Regions from separate parts of the Mus musculus genome. Here all the other regions are linked to region 1. The links are chromatin contacts, called in public ChIA-PET and Hi-C maps. All regions are on one chromosome and are shown on one strand. Each heading gives the region's core, a stretch centred on a gene start, on an enhancer-like site or on the middle of the called end of the contact. The rest is flanking DNA. Distances are from core to core; before and after follow the strand shown.

The links. Hi-C and Micro-C count contacts between places; a contact is called where the count stands out from the background. ChIA-PET counts read pairs in DNA pulled down with a chosen protein or histone mark.
Region 2: a contact with region 1 is called in a Hi-C map of the N1E-115 cell line, with 4 times the contacts expected there. The contact joins the enhancer-like site here to the promoter of Fam102b in region 1. A contact is called at or near these places in 1 of 15 datasets of contacts at CTCF or cohesin (the NIH/3T3 cell line), 4 of 484 Hi-C or Micro-C datasets (the N1E-115 cell line, cortical neurons, spermatogonial stem cells and 1 more) and 1 of 115 datasets of contacts at active chromatin or transcription factors (pancreatic cancer cells).
Region 3: a contact with region 1 is called in a Hi-C map of adipose-derived mesenchymal stem cells, with 1.9 times the contacts expected there. The contact joins the enhancer-like site here to the promoter of Fam102b in region 1. A contact is called at or near these places in 1 of 39 promoter capture datasets (hippocampal neurons), 8 of 484 Hi-C or Micro-C datasets (the HL-1 cell line, the MC3T3-E1 cell line, the MNK3 cell line and 4 more) and 1 of 115 datasets of contacts at active chromatin or transcription factors (pancreatic cancer cells).
Region 4: an RNA polymerase II ChIA-PET map of memory CD8 T cells shows a contact between it and region 1, with 31 read pairs. The contact joins the enhancer-like site here to the promoter of Fam102b in region 1. A contact is called at or near these places in 2 of 484 Hi-C or Micro-C datasets (nephron progenitors and uterus), 2 of 115 datasets of contacts at active chromatin or transcription factors (effector CD8 T cells and memory CD8 T cells) and 1 of 9 other capture datasets (liver).

The regions. Positions count from the first base shown.
Region 1 is chr3:109,026,118-109,029,097 of GRCm38.p6, forward strand. Fam102b (family with sequence similarity 102, member B) reads right to left here and starts at 1,490. Exons shown (of 11, transcript NM_001163567.1): 1 at 1,068-1,490. The coding sequence starts at 1,204.
Region 2 is chr3:108,770,501-108,773,676 of GRCm38.p6, forward strand. It overlaps Aknad1 (AKNA domain containing 1), which reads left to right. Exons shown (of 12, transcript NM_177859.3): 7 at 1,410-1,507. Among named protein-coding and RNA genes, the nearest start is that of Aknad1, 32 kb to the left of the region's middle. Within about 2 kb of position 1,806, at least 105 of the 459 cell types and tissues checked have an H3K27ac peak or open chromatin away from gene starts, as enhancers often do. A contact at or near this core is called in the N1E-115 cell line, the NIH/3T3 cell line, pancreatic cancer cells and 1 more, where this site is marked.
Region 3 is chr3:109,164,113-109,167,318 of GRCm38.p6, forward strand. Slc25a24 (solute carrier family 25 (mitochondrial carrier, phosphate carrier), member 24) reads left to right here. Exons shown (of 10, transcript NM_172685.3): 10 at 2,214-3,206. The coding sequence ends at 2,398. Among named protein-coding and RNA genes, the nearest start is that of Slc25a24, 43 kb to the left of the region's middle. Within about 2 kb of position 1,334, at least 97 of the 459 cell types and tissues checked have an H3K27ac peak or open chromatin away from gene starts, as enhancers often do. A contact at or near this core is called in the HL-1 cell line, the MNK3 cell line, adipose-derived mesenchymal stem cells and 4 more, where this site is marked.
Region 4 is chr3:108,794,469-108,797,596 of GRCm38.p6, forward strand. Stxbp3 (syntaxin binding protein 3) reads right to left here. Exons shown (of 19, transcript NM_011504.1): 17 at 2,913-2,998; 18 at 334-485. Among named protein-coding and RNA genes, the nearest start is that of Stxbp3, 44 kb to the right of the region's middle. Within about 2 kb of position 1,668, at least 80 of the 459 cell types and tissues checked have an H3K27ac peak or open chromatin away from gene starts, as enhancers often do. A contact at or near this core is called in effector CD8 T cells and memory CD8 T cells, where this site is marked.

The DNA.
Region 1 (2,980 bases), core at 240-2,739:
TAGTGCCGCGTACATCTGTTCATTTAGGCAATTTGGCGTTTCCTGGCTTCCACGGGATTCATTATTGCCAGAGAGGGCAGTTTTCTGGCTTCCGTCCCACAACCCATTGACATTTTTTCCTTTACATTATTAATGGAACAGCAGATAAAAAGAATATTTTTTAGGGTAAAAATGAAGTTTACGTAGACAAAACATATATTGACGACTAGCCCCTTCTCCTTGACTTTAAGAACTTAAAAGTTCATTCCAAAACTTCTTTCATGTATCTTGTTTTTCTGTAGAGAAAAATATCTAAGAGCAAATCTATCAATGTGTAACCTGCCCTTAAATTACTCAAGGAATCCTGCCATACATGGCTGCGTTCTGTCACCTGCTGTCAGATTCTTTCCCAGTGTCTAGGTGCTCATTTTAAAAGGACATGGAGGATAAGGTCTGGGCTCTCTTGATTCTAAGTCTTTCACTGAGACCCACTAGTGGCCACTTGAAGATGGGTAATTGAGAATATAAGCACATTAACTGGAGACATAGCTCTAAGGCAAGCCAAAGACTACATAGTCTCGTCTGCCAGGAACGCTTGACTCAAGACAAGCCCGACCAGGCGTATCCCAAGCTCTATCGTGGCCACCCTAAGTCCCAGTAAAGTCTCAGTAATTACGTCAACCACAGGCGGTTCCGAGTGGGAGCTCTTGGACTGTAACAGTTTGGGTCATTTTCGCTTCTCTAAGGTTTACGGTCTACTTTGGATTTTGCAAATATGGGAAATGTCTTTGGACAAACCAGAAGCATCCTTTCTGTGTCTCCACCGTTCCTGAAGAACTGGGGGGAAAGCAGACTCAGGGGCCACCTGAAGATAGGCGCGCGGGACAACCAGCCCAGCCCACTGCGAAGCACTTGGTGCCGTTTGTTCGATGCTCTGGCTGATTTCAGACTCGTCTCTGGAGGACGATGAGCTCACCGAGCTGGCAGCTCGACAGAGCAAAGGGGCCAAGCATAGAAAGGGATGCTGGCCGTGCAAGAAGCCCCTGCCTGCGGGCAGCCGCGGGAGAGCAGCTCCCGAGGCTCCTTACCTGGAGGACTCGGCGGTGAAGCTGCCGCCGTCCAGCAGCCGCATCTTGCAGAAGAGGACCCCGTTGACGAAGGGCACCGAGGAGAGCTCCTCGAGCTCGAAGTCCACCTTAAACTTAAACTTCTTCTTCTTCATCATCGTGAGGGCCAGGCGCCGGCGAGCGGGCTGCGCGGACGGGCGCCGCCGCCTCAGCTCGGCCGAGCCTCGGATCCGCCCAGCCCCATGGCCCGGGCCGCGAGCGGCGCGTGGGGGCGCAGCCGGGGGGCGCCGCGAGTCGGCGGGAGCCGGGGCCGCCTGTCGCGGCAGCCCGGGCCTGAGAGCACCGGCGGCTGCAGCGCGGACCCCGGCCGCCCGCGAGGAGCGGTCGCCTTGCAGCTCGCCCGGGGAGTGGGCGCCCTTTCCGTACCGCCGCCGCCGCCCGTCTGATCGCGAGCAGAGAGAGAGGCGCCGCTAGGAGAACGGTCGCTGCCGCCTCCCTGCCCGGGGCGCCCCCAGCGGCCGCAGCCGGAAGCGCACCCAGCGCGGAAGCGGGCGGTCCGCGGAGGGCGGAGGAGCTCCGGGCGGGCGCGCGCCCCGCCGGGGAAGCTGGGCAAGCTAACACGCGACAGCAGCGAGCTCGGCACGCCTCCCCGGGGTTAAAAAAAGACAAACCCAGCCGAAAAAGCTTCCTTGTGCAGCTTCCTCTGCGCCTTTCCTTTCTGGGTTTGCACCGCCCCCCTTTCTTCCCCTCCCCCTCCAGTGATTTCACGGCCTCTGGGTTTGAAGATAAATAGAGACAAATAGAATCCCAAACCTAAAAATCTTCTGTAGGGTCTCTAAACCCCACTAGCTCTTAAACATTAGATGAAAGTCAGCTAGGAGAAAGGAAAAGATTAAAATTTGCTGTGGCCACACCAAGTGCCCAAGCAAGGGGCTGTGCCTTGTGTTTCCCGTCATTGATGGCTTGTTTATTTAATTTCTGTCACCCAGGAAAGAAAAAGGACCAGAGGAGTTAAAATACTTTCCCCTTTAAAATCTGTACATACTGTGAACACATGAAGTCAGATTCTAAAGGCATACTTAAAAAATTCTTTTTAGATGAATATCAATTGTCCCCCCCCCCCCCACACAGTATCTACTGTTAAAACGTATGTTATCAATTTAATTGCGTACTGTTTTTGAGGGGTGGTGGTGTTTTTAGGTACTGTTGTTTGGTTTGGTTTGTAGTCAAGGTCTCTAGCTCAGGCTGGCTTCAAACTCCCCATGTAATCAAGGATGATGTTGAACTTGTGATCCCCATGTCAGGGTGATAGGGATGTGCCGCCATGTCATGTTTATGCAGTTCTAGGAATCGAACCCAGGACTTTCATGCATGCTAGCAAGCTACCTCACAACTGAGCTACATCCCCAGCCTGGCATCTGGCCTTTTTAATTTTTGAAAAGGTGTAGTTCAAAAGAATCCTCTTTGTAGATCATTCCTTTACGTTTTTTAAAAATTCAATTGATGTGTCTGGGTCTCTTGCCTGTGTTACAGGCCTGTGAACTACATGTGTGTCTGGTAATTGCAAAGACCATAAAGTGTGTCTGATACTCTTAAACGGGACAGTCGTGAGCTGCCCTGTGGATTTGAGAAGTGAACCAAGTCCCTTTGGAGCTGCTGGGCCATCTCTCCAGCCCATTTATTTATTTATTCATATAAAATATTTTAATTGCCTAAACCACCAGTTACTGGCTAGATAGATTCCATGACCAAAACCCAAAACCTGCTTGTAATAATTTTAAAGTCCTGGCCTGGCCAAGATGGATCAGTGTTAAAGGAACTTGCAGGACATGAGTTTCATCCCTGGAATTCACATGGCAGAAAGAAGCAACTAGCTAATCCCGCAGATTGGCCTCTGACCTCCATCCATAGGTTCACTGTAAGGCATGCACACC
Region 2 (3,176 bases), core at 556-3,055, 260 kb before region 1:
TCTTCATCTAAGTCCCCATTTACTGTCGTCAGCAGGTTGTAGTCTTTATGATGTGCCTTGCCTAAATGCAAACACTCTGATGGGATATATCAATGCACATCCCGAGCTCTGTCTCTGATGCAGGCCTTGGGATTGGAGAGTAAACGTTACCGGTTTTGTCTCCCTGGAAAATGGCCGCCTCCTGTAGAATTGCTCTTGGCTCTTCTGTTTGGCCAGATCTGAGTGAGGAGAGAAGTCTAAGAGTGGCAGAGAAATGTAATCGATGCGTTGGCCTGAACTCACTTGAACCATATCCAAGCTTTCCACTCAGAGAGCAGATGTTCACAGGCCTCGGAGGCAGAGGGTGGAGACAGAATGAGGTGTGAGGAAATATATGACTCAGGAGGAGGACATGTTTTTCCAAGAGTAGGGAAGGGCTGGAAAGGGCTGGAAAGAGCCTGGCTTCCAACCCCAAATGGGGTCCTCTCTCCATGACCATCAGTCTCAGGCACAGCTGGAGGGAGGGAAATATGTTTGCTCAGCAATGCTGCCAAGTTCTTCAACCAGCCATGGGCAAACCTGTCCCATCTGTCTCAGGATGTCCTAGACTCCATGCCTTTCACACAAGAACATGCACTCTCCTCCAGGGACTGTTAGTGTATCCCGGGGCTGAGCAAGAGAGTTGTTAAGAGCTGTAATTAATTAAAATTCTTTTGGAGGAGTTAGAATCTGTGCGGAGGCTGAAACTACACAGGCCAGAGAAGTCTCCTGATAGTAGTTGTGTCTTTCTGATGCCCCCTGGTGGCTATATGCTATTAAGTGAACTCCAGGCTCCCAGCCACAAAATCCACTTTGCTGGACTCTGTTTAGCATGTACTTAGAGCGATGTGTACCAGTGCTAATGTATAGTGTGCCTTCTTCCCTAAACAAGAATTGTTCTGAGATGGCTTGACCTGAAGTCCCAGTACCGAAGGTTGGAGGCAGGAGAATTGCTGTTACAGACCAGCTTGGATTAGTGTGAGATCTTGCCTGAAAATAATAAAAGCAACCAACCAACCAAAAATCCACAACACACACACACACACACACACACACACACACACACACAAAATTGTGATATGGTATTATGAAGAAAAAAAGAATTTGTAGTACAGAATTATAACAATTATAATTATAATTCTTGTTATTTTTGTGTGTGTGTGCATGTACCAAGCCCTATATGTGGAGGGTAGAGGTCAACTTGTAGATGTCAGTTGTCTACCTACATGATGTAGGCTCTGAGGATCAAACCTAAGCCATCAGGCTTGGTGGCAAGCAACCTTATCCACTGAACTACCTCACCAGCCTGGAGAATACCAGGGAAATTTAAGTCTTCATTTTTCCCACACTAGTGCTAAATTTTTGAGACATTATTTTTTTTCTTTTTTAAGGAAACAGAAAATGGAGAAAAGGGGCCACAGAAGAACTAACTGTGGGAAGTTTTCCAGTAGCATCCATGAAAAAACACTGCCCCAAGACTCGGCTCTCGGTAAGTTGGAGGGGTTGGGTGTACATAGTTGTTAGTGATCCCTCACTGTGAGTCCCGGCTTGCCATCTGCCATTGCGATAGCATGACATTTGACTAGGATGATGTTTGTTTCCCTTTCTCAAAACATGAAGAACTAGTAATGGGTTGTTTAAGGAGTGGTTAAGCAGAGTAAAGTACCAGTACATGCTTCTAGTTATGCCCGGCAACTTGCGCTCTGAGCCGGACTCATAACTGCACCGGGTAAGTTACCAGGCTTGTGGAAGGCGCAGCTGACTCATCCCCATGCATCGCACAGAGGCAGAGGGAGCTGTGGGTGGGAGCAGGCAAAGAGGGCGTGAGTACGTGAGACTCATGAGAACCTCTCTCTGTAGACAGTTTAAAGCTGAGGAGCGTACCCTGGCCAAACCGCTGCGGGTGATAGAGAGGTGACCCAGAGGCCTGCCTGCTTAGGCAGCTCCTGCACTTGCCAGCATCGGTTCCTCATAGCTGAGCTGGAGGTGCAAGCCAGAGATGACACAGCATGCTTATGCGCATGCTCCCTGTGTCCAGAGCCTTGCGGGCACTCAGCATCTTGTTAGATCCCACTTGGTTCTGAATTGACCTCTCTGGGGATGGTATACTTTCAAATAAGAGCTTTGGAGGACTGGAAAGATGTCTCAGCAGTGAGGAATGCTTATTGGCCTTGCAGAGGACCAGGGTTCAGTTCCCAGAACTCAAGTTTGGGAGGCTCAACCGAAATCGAAAGCCCTGTTCTGGCCCTCCATGAACACCTGAGTGTATACTTGTGTGTGTGTGTGTGTGTGTATGTGTGTGTGTGTGTGATAGTTACCAAAGCATAAAATAACGACACTTCTCATTAGCTTTGGGTTTCATTTTTGGAACTTTTTTTTCTGAAAATATAAGACTGTGTTAAGATGAACTCATTACTTATATTTCTTTTTCAAAGGGGATGTCTTGCCATGTTACCTATGCTGTAGGCAGTTAGGATGACAGGCAGGTGGCACTGTCCACTTCTTGCTGCTGTCACTGATGGTGCAGAGGTTTGACTTCGGGGCTTCACACATGCTAAGTGGGTGCTCCGCTACTGACCCACATCCCCAGCCCTTGTTATTTTTAAATGAAACAATAAAGTATTTGTAATGTCTCAATTTAAACTTTAAAAATCCTCAGAACTGATCATTTAGCCTGAGGAAGATCTGGATCCTGATCTGTTTTACACGTTACATACTAAGATACCTTTCCGAGTCTGTCTATCTGTAGCTGGGACTAAATATTCTATGGTGATTTCATACTGGGGAAGGCTTCTTTTTTTTTTTTTTTTTTTTTTTTTTTTTAATTTTGAGACAAGGCCTCATGTGGCCCAGGCTGGCCTCAAACTTTCTGTGCAGATGAGGTCAGCCTTGGACTCCTGAGCCTCCTGCCTTTGCCTCCCAAGTGGTATTATTATGGGCTTTAGCAGCCATGTGTGCCTCTGGGAGAATTTTTTTTATGGTACATAAAATGACTTATGTTCTTATATATAGTAGATAAAAACCATATAAAAAGATAAAAAACACATTTTTTAAAAAGATGTATTTATTTGAGCTGGTCTACATAGCTCTGACTATCCTGGAATTCACTATGTAGACCAGGTTGGCCTCTAACTCACAGAGATCTGTCTACCTCTGCC
Region 3 (3,206 bases), core at 84-2,583, 140 kb after region 1:
ATATTCATATACATAAAATAAAAAACAAGATTAAAAAAAAAAGAATTTGGCATTTGCTAAACTCTTGAAGTGAGTGGTGGCCTGACTGCTTGTCAGTGCTGTTCAGACCCCAGGCTTGGCACGGAGTCCTCCCCTCTGTGACAGTCTCTCTGCTGGCTCCCAGGCTGTGATACCCCTACCCTCCTGCCACTTCCTGACTGCTGTCTTCCTGCTGTTTCTGGCTGACTGCCCCATGGAAACATGAACTCTTTGTCTTTCTTTTCCGCTCTTCTTTTTCCCCTGGTCATATTCATCTACTATAACTTCTCTTATGAAAGCACACTGGCTGGGCACCTGGGCCCCACCCCACCCTTCTTCCCAATGCAGCCATCCCTCTTTCAACCAGTCACTCACTCAGAAAAACTCTTTTCAAGACATGCTATGGAATGGATGCTAGGGTTAGAAAATGCAGCAAGTCAGGTGTGAATCGGTCACTGTGGAGTGGAAAAGCCATGGGTGCGACCAGAACATGGCCCTTTAAAACTCCTCATGGCACCAGTTCTAGCCTAATCCCAGTGGATGCCTCAGGCTGCAGTGCAGGAGCTAGCTGGGCACAGGCCCGCAGTGGTGTATTTGAGGATCTGAGAGCCAATCATGGCTGCAGAGAGGAATGCAAACTAGCAAACTAAATGTGTGCAGTCTCTCAGTTAGCTAGGGTGACCACTTTTGGAGCTTGATGCTACTATCATCCATATTTGGCAAATGACTAACAGGCAAGAACAGTTAAGGAATGTCCACAAGGTTATGAATTTGAGCTGGAGTCAAGCTGGAGTTCAGACCCACTCAGGGATTTAAGCAGATGCCCAGTGAGCTTCCCCCTCCCATCAGCTCCAGTCCTGGCCTAGCATGGCTGCCAAGATCTGCCAATTTTTCATCAAGGCCCAAATATTGTGTCTCTAAAACCATTTTTTAAAAATAACTCTTCAGAGTTTTCAGAATAAATCCCATAGTTCTCAGAGGGGGTTTCGAAGTCTTTATCCATCATATCATGCTTCAGTTTTAGCTCCACCTCTGTTTTCTGACCCCCACTATGCTGCTGTGTGACATTTCCAGACATCTGTCTGTTCACCCAGATATGGCAAGGACAGACCAAAGAAACAGGTCTACCCACGTCTAGCGTAGTGCTTCGGTGAGTTTGGTGGGGTTCTTATTGGAGCTTGGGTGATAGATAGCTCCTTACAGGAGCTTGAATAGCTCAAAGACAGCTGCATCACCAGCAGCTCATTACCCCTCAGCCTGCAATCTGCACAAGCCACCAGCCACAGAAGCTGAATCATCGGAGCTCCCTGCATAACCTGCAAGAGACTTGGGCTGGAGCTTCCTGCCCACAATAGTTATAACTGCTCATGTAACCCCAGGGCTCGGGGAGTGGCCTTGTGAATCATCTAGTTTCAGAAGGTATCTGAGCTTGGTACAGTTTGTTGACTTAGTCTTAGGGACCTCTCTATCCCATGGAAAATGCTTCAACTTATAGGACATAGGCAAATAACCCAACACGTGGGCATCTCCAGCTTCGTGATAGCCTGTGGTTAATAATCACATCCAGCAATTGCCATGTCCTCTCCCCCATGCCTGCTGCAGCCTTTGTCTTTTGTTGTACCAACAGTTTCAGGGCTGCCCCCTCCTCTCACTGCCCCCTTCATTTTTCTTCTCCTCCGTTCTTCACTCTTTTCTCTCCCCCACATTGAGATAATTACAACACCCAGGGCTCTGTACTCTTCCTAAACATCTCCAAATCTCCCCTTTCCTTACTATCCAGAATTTAACCATTCTCGTCAGTGCTTGGGGGTGGTAGAGTGTTGGGCTTCAGTGTCACCAACCACGGGTTCTTGGTTTTGCTAACTAAGGATTCAGGAGACGTTCCTTGTCTTTCCAAGTTTCCAGTTCCTGTGGATGTATTTGTCCTGGAGGACTGGCACGGGGAGTCATTAACCTAGTATCTAGCACACGCCTCATTCCTAATGAGCTGCTGCGCCTGTCACTGTAACACGCTGGCGGGTGGCAAAGAGAGTTGCTTTTGGAACTGGTTTTTATCGATTCTTTGCGTTTAGACCCCATTGTGAATCCTCAAAGGTCTGTTGTGACAATAATTCGACGTGCTTAAATATTGGATTAGCCTGGTTCTCCCCATTTTTGTTTATCTATTTTTGTTTGTCTGCTTATCTGTTTGCTAGCCACGGTAGAAGGAGCCCCGCAGCTGAGCATGGTTGGCCTTTTTCAGCGAATCGTCTCCAAAGAAGGAGTGTCAGGACTTTACAGAGGCATCACCCCAAACTTCATGAAAGTGCTCCCGGCCGTGGGCATCAGCTATGTGGTGTATGAAAATATGAAGCAGACCCTGGGAGTAGCTCAGAAGTGACCAGTCCAAGCCTTTGCTTTTCTGTGGTGACCGAGACTGTCAGTGCTCTCCAGTGACTTCTGGGGTTGCATCAAGTCTATCACAAAGGAAGCTGTTTGCCTCGCCAAAGGGAAGAGTGTAGCCGTGATCACTACAAGCCTTTGGGTTCAGTTTTATACCTTCAGCGATGCTCTGAATCGTAGTTCCAGTAAGTGAAGAAACCACAAAATTGTACTGTATTTTTGCTGATAGAGATCTCTGCCCTGCACCCTAAATCTGAAAATGTACTGGCTTGAGATGAAATCATTTTGTGTGGTAGGATTATAAATCACTAACCTTTGTTCTGATTGGTTCAAGCTCATGTCAATTTTTCTTTTTCACCCAAACTTTAAAAAAATCAAAAATGATCAGAAAGCCTCAGGACTTAAATTGTTTAATATATTTTAGATGTCTTTGTAGATGTAAAAGTTCCCAACAGAGACATTAGTAGAAAAATCACTATATTCAAAGTCTACTTTGCACAGTTTATCTCCTCATCTGTAAGCAGAATAGGAATGAATTATAGAAGGCACATTCAGCGGACAGGAGCCGTGAGGTAATGCTTATTTCAGTGGGCATGCTTCTTTCTACTTGCCCTGCTGTTTGGCCCTAGTTTTAGACCTTGATTGACATTGTTGTTACATTATTGACAGGGGACAGGTCATTTGGAAGATCATATTTATTCGGTCATCACTTTGAAAAGCATCAATGAACAAAACTGTGACTTGTACCATTTCCCAGTGAGCATCTTGGTTTTGTTCATTTTTTTTACTCATTTAATCAAATTCTC
Region 4 (3,128 bases), core at 418-2,917, 230 kb before region 1:
GCTCAGTCCTACACAGGCCTCATCAATGTCAGATCCATATACACAAAACCAAATGCTTCTGAAGTAAAAATGTATTAATATGTCATAAAAGCTTTTTAATGATCCAAGCAAATAAAATCAGAAGACACAGTTTTAAAGGAGCAAGCTTAAGCTCCTAAAATTGGAATATTTAAAAATAAGAGTATTAAAATACCAACCAGGAAAAAAAAACCTTCAGGCAATTTTACAAATGTTTTATAATTAATTCTTTTTCTGCATGTAATAATAGTCTTAAATTTTCCCATGCATAATCTTGCCTTAAACATTAACAAACAAAAAAGATGAAAATCTTACCAATAATAACCTCACAGGATTTATGTGCCTGGGAAACTTCATAAGCACACCGCATCTCAGAGTACGTAATTCCTCCAATTACAAAAATAATCAGCCTTGACCCATTTTTCCGGTCCAGCTCTAAGTAGTTAGTTCTGGGTTTCTGGCGAGCACTAGAAAGTAAAACACAAAGCAAACATGCTGTCAGCACTCCCAAAGCCACGCGGCGTGCATCTCAAACTCACCTTTGGAAGCAATAACGAAGCAATCTAACCGTGGTGCTTTCCCTACAGTAATTTAGGCAAAGGCTGCACACCCCCCCCCCCTTTCAGATTTCAATTTGAATAGATCACATAGTTTTATTTGTGGTGAGACAGTAGGAAAAAGATCAAGGCTAGATCTAGGAGACATATATAAAACCTTATTTCCAAAAAGTATAGTAAAAACCACACAGTCTAGGCTTAGTATTTTTATTTATAAAGCGAACATTTTATTTTAATATTTAAAATTTTAAAACATTTTTATTTTGTGTATGGGTGTTTTGCCTACATGTAAGGCTGTGCACCATGTGCATGCAGGGCCTGTGGAGGCCAGAGAAGGGTGCTGGATCCTGTGGGACAGGAGTTACGGATGGTTGTGGGTGCTGGGATGAACCTGGGTCCTCTGGAAGATCAGTGTATCCCTAAATCCTCAGTGATCAGTGGAGGATGGAAGGGACATGCCTCAAGTGTCTGACAATGTCTGCCCAGACAATTGGCTGACTGCAACTACACAGGCACAAACAACCACTAAGCCAAACTGAAAAACTGAAAAACTCAAAAGACTGAAGTGGCCATTCACAGCAAGAGAGAAAGCCAACAGTTTAAGTCTACACAAATTGCTACCACGATGGGCTAGAGAGATGGCTTAGAGCGTCAGTATTGCTCTTGCAGAGGATCTGGTTCACACCCGTGACTCCAACCCCAGGGGACCCAGACATCTCTGGGTTCTGTGGACACCTGCACACACATGTACATACTTCCCCCAACCTACATATATCCAGCACTAGGCCGACAGAGGCAGGCAGATCTCTGAGTTCAAAGCTAGCCTGATCTACAGAGTGAGTTCTAGGACAGCCAGGGTTACACAGAGAAACTGTCTCAAAAATCGAAAACGAAACAGACTTAAGCATGAAAACTCACCACAGAAAGCAACTCAGAGTTGCTAAAAGGGTCTGTTTTCAATCAAAGGTTGTAGATATAGAAAGAAACAGTGTGGTAGAAACTTAGTTTTGTAAAAGTAGAGGTTGGATTGAGCAAAGACTTTAAAGCAGATTATACCTACATCATATCTATGTATCTATATCTATCTGAATGTAAGATTGTGGTTCAGCAGAAACGATAGGAAAGTTGGTGAGGAAGCAGCAGTCAGTGCTTGCCTAGGTTTTGCCTTCAGCACCACAAACCACAAAACAAAAGCAGAAATGGAAACTACAAGAACCAATCTGCCACACAATGAAACATGGAGTCAGAGATGAGCTCGAGCGGCTGTGCCATTTGAAGGAACTACAATAAACAGGTAAGAGAAAGGGGAGGAGAGGGGAGGGGAGGAGAGGGGAGGGGAGGAGAGGAGGGAGGGGAGGGGAGGGGAGGAGGGAGGGGAGGGGAGGGGAGAGGAGAGACAGAACCCCAGTGACTCCAGAAACAACAAAACACCTCAGAAATACAATACCCCAAACCCTGTTTATCTGATGAAGATGCAGGCAACACAGCAAACCCCAGGAAGAGTAAACAGGAGAGACCTGTGTGTCAACATAGCACAGTCCATGTGATAGAAGCCAAATCTCAAGAAAAAGCCCCACATAGGTCATGAGTGGCTGCACGCCTGAGTTCAATGTTCAGGGCCCGCTCGGGGGAGGGAGAGAACTGTTCCCTGTAAGTTGTCTTCTGACCTCCGTACATGCTCTGTCATGTGTGCATCCACACACAGGAACAATTCAATACATTACACAGGGCAGGCAGAAAAGGTAGGGACATGCAGAGAATGATTAAACTACGACAGATCTGATAAAGAGGGAGAGTAACCTCAGAGCTTGAAACCCAGAAAGCTTGGATTATATTTAATTTGTTAAGCTGGGCTCTGAGTGCAGGGGCATGCACGAGAACATAGTCTCTCTGAAGTTGAAAATAATTAACACAATTATCAAAAGGGTTAAATCAAGTTGGGTGTGGTTACTCAGAGGATTGGCTGTCTACACAGTGAGATCCTGCCTCCAGAAAGAAAGAGAGAGAGAGAGAGAGAGAAGAGGAAGAAGAAAAGAAGAGAAAAGAAAAGAAAAGAGGAAAAGAAAAACAAGAAGAAACCAGAGGGAGAAGGAAGCAACTATGCTGTAAAGAAGCTGTGTGGGAGGTGATGCAATTTTATAAAAGTATTCTGCATTATAAAGTATGCCTTCCTGAACTTATTTAACTAGGTTACAATAGAAGAAAAACTACCTTTTATGTTACTCTATGTTTCACACAGGAAGGGCCCTTGTTCAAGGAGAGCGCTGAGCAGCATTCTAACCATTGGTCTATAGCATCCCAGCGAACCACCACAGTGGCTTCCCCTTACAGGCTTACCTCACAGCTCCAGAGCCATTCCACACTGCTGGGCACCGGGAACAATACGGCCACTCTTTGGAATCTAATCTATTATCAATGGCATCCTAGGGAAGAAAATTATTAACACCATCAAGAAAATTTCAGGGATTTGTTTTATACACAGCTTGATGAACATTAAAGGTGCATAAATATTAAGATTATCCCTTCTTTATACCTATGAATACTGACTGCAGT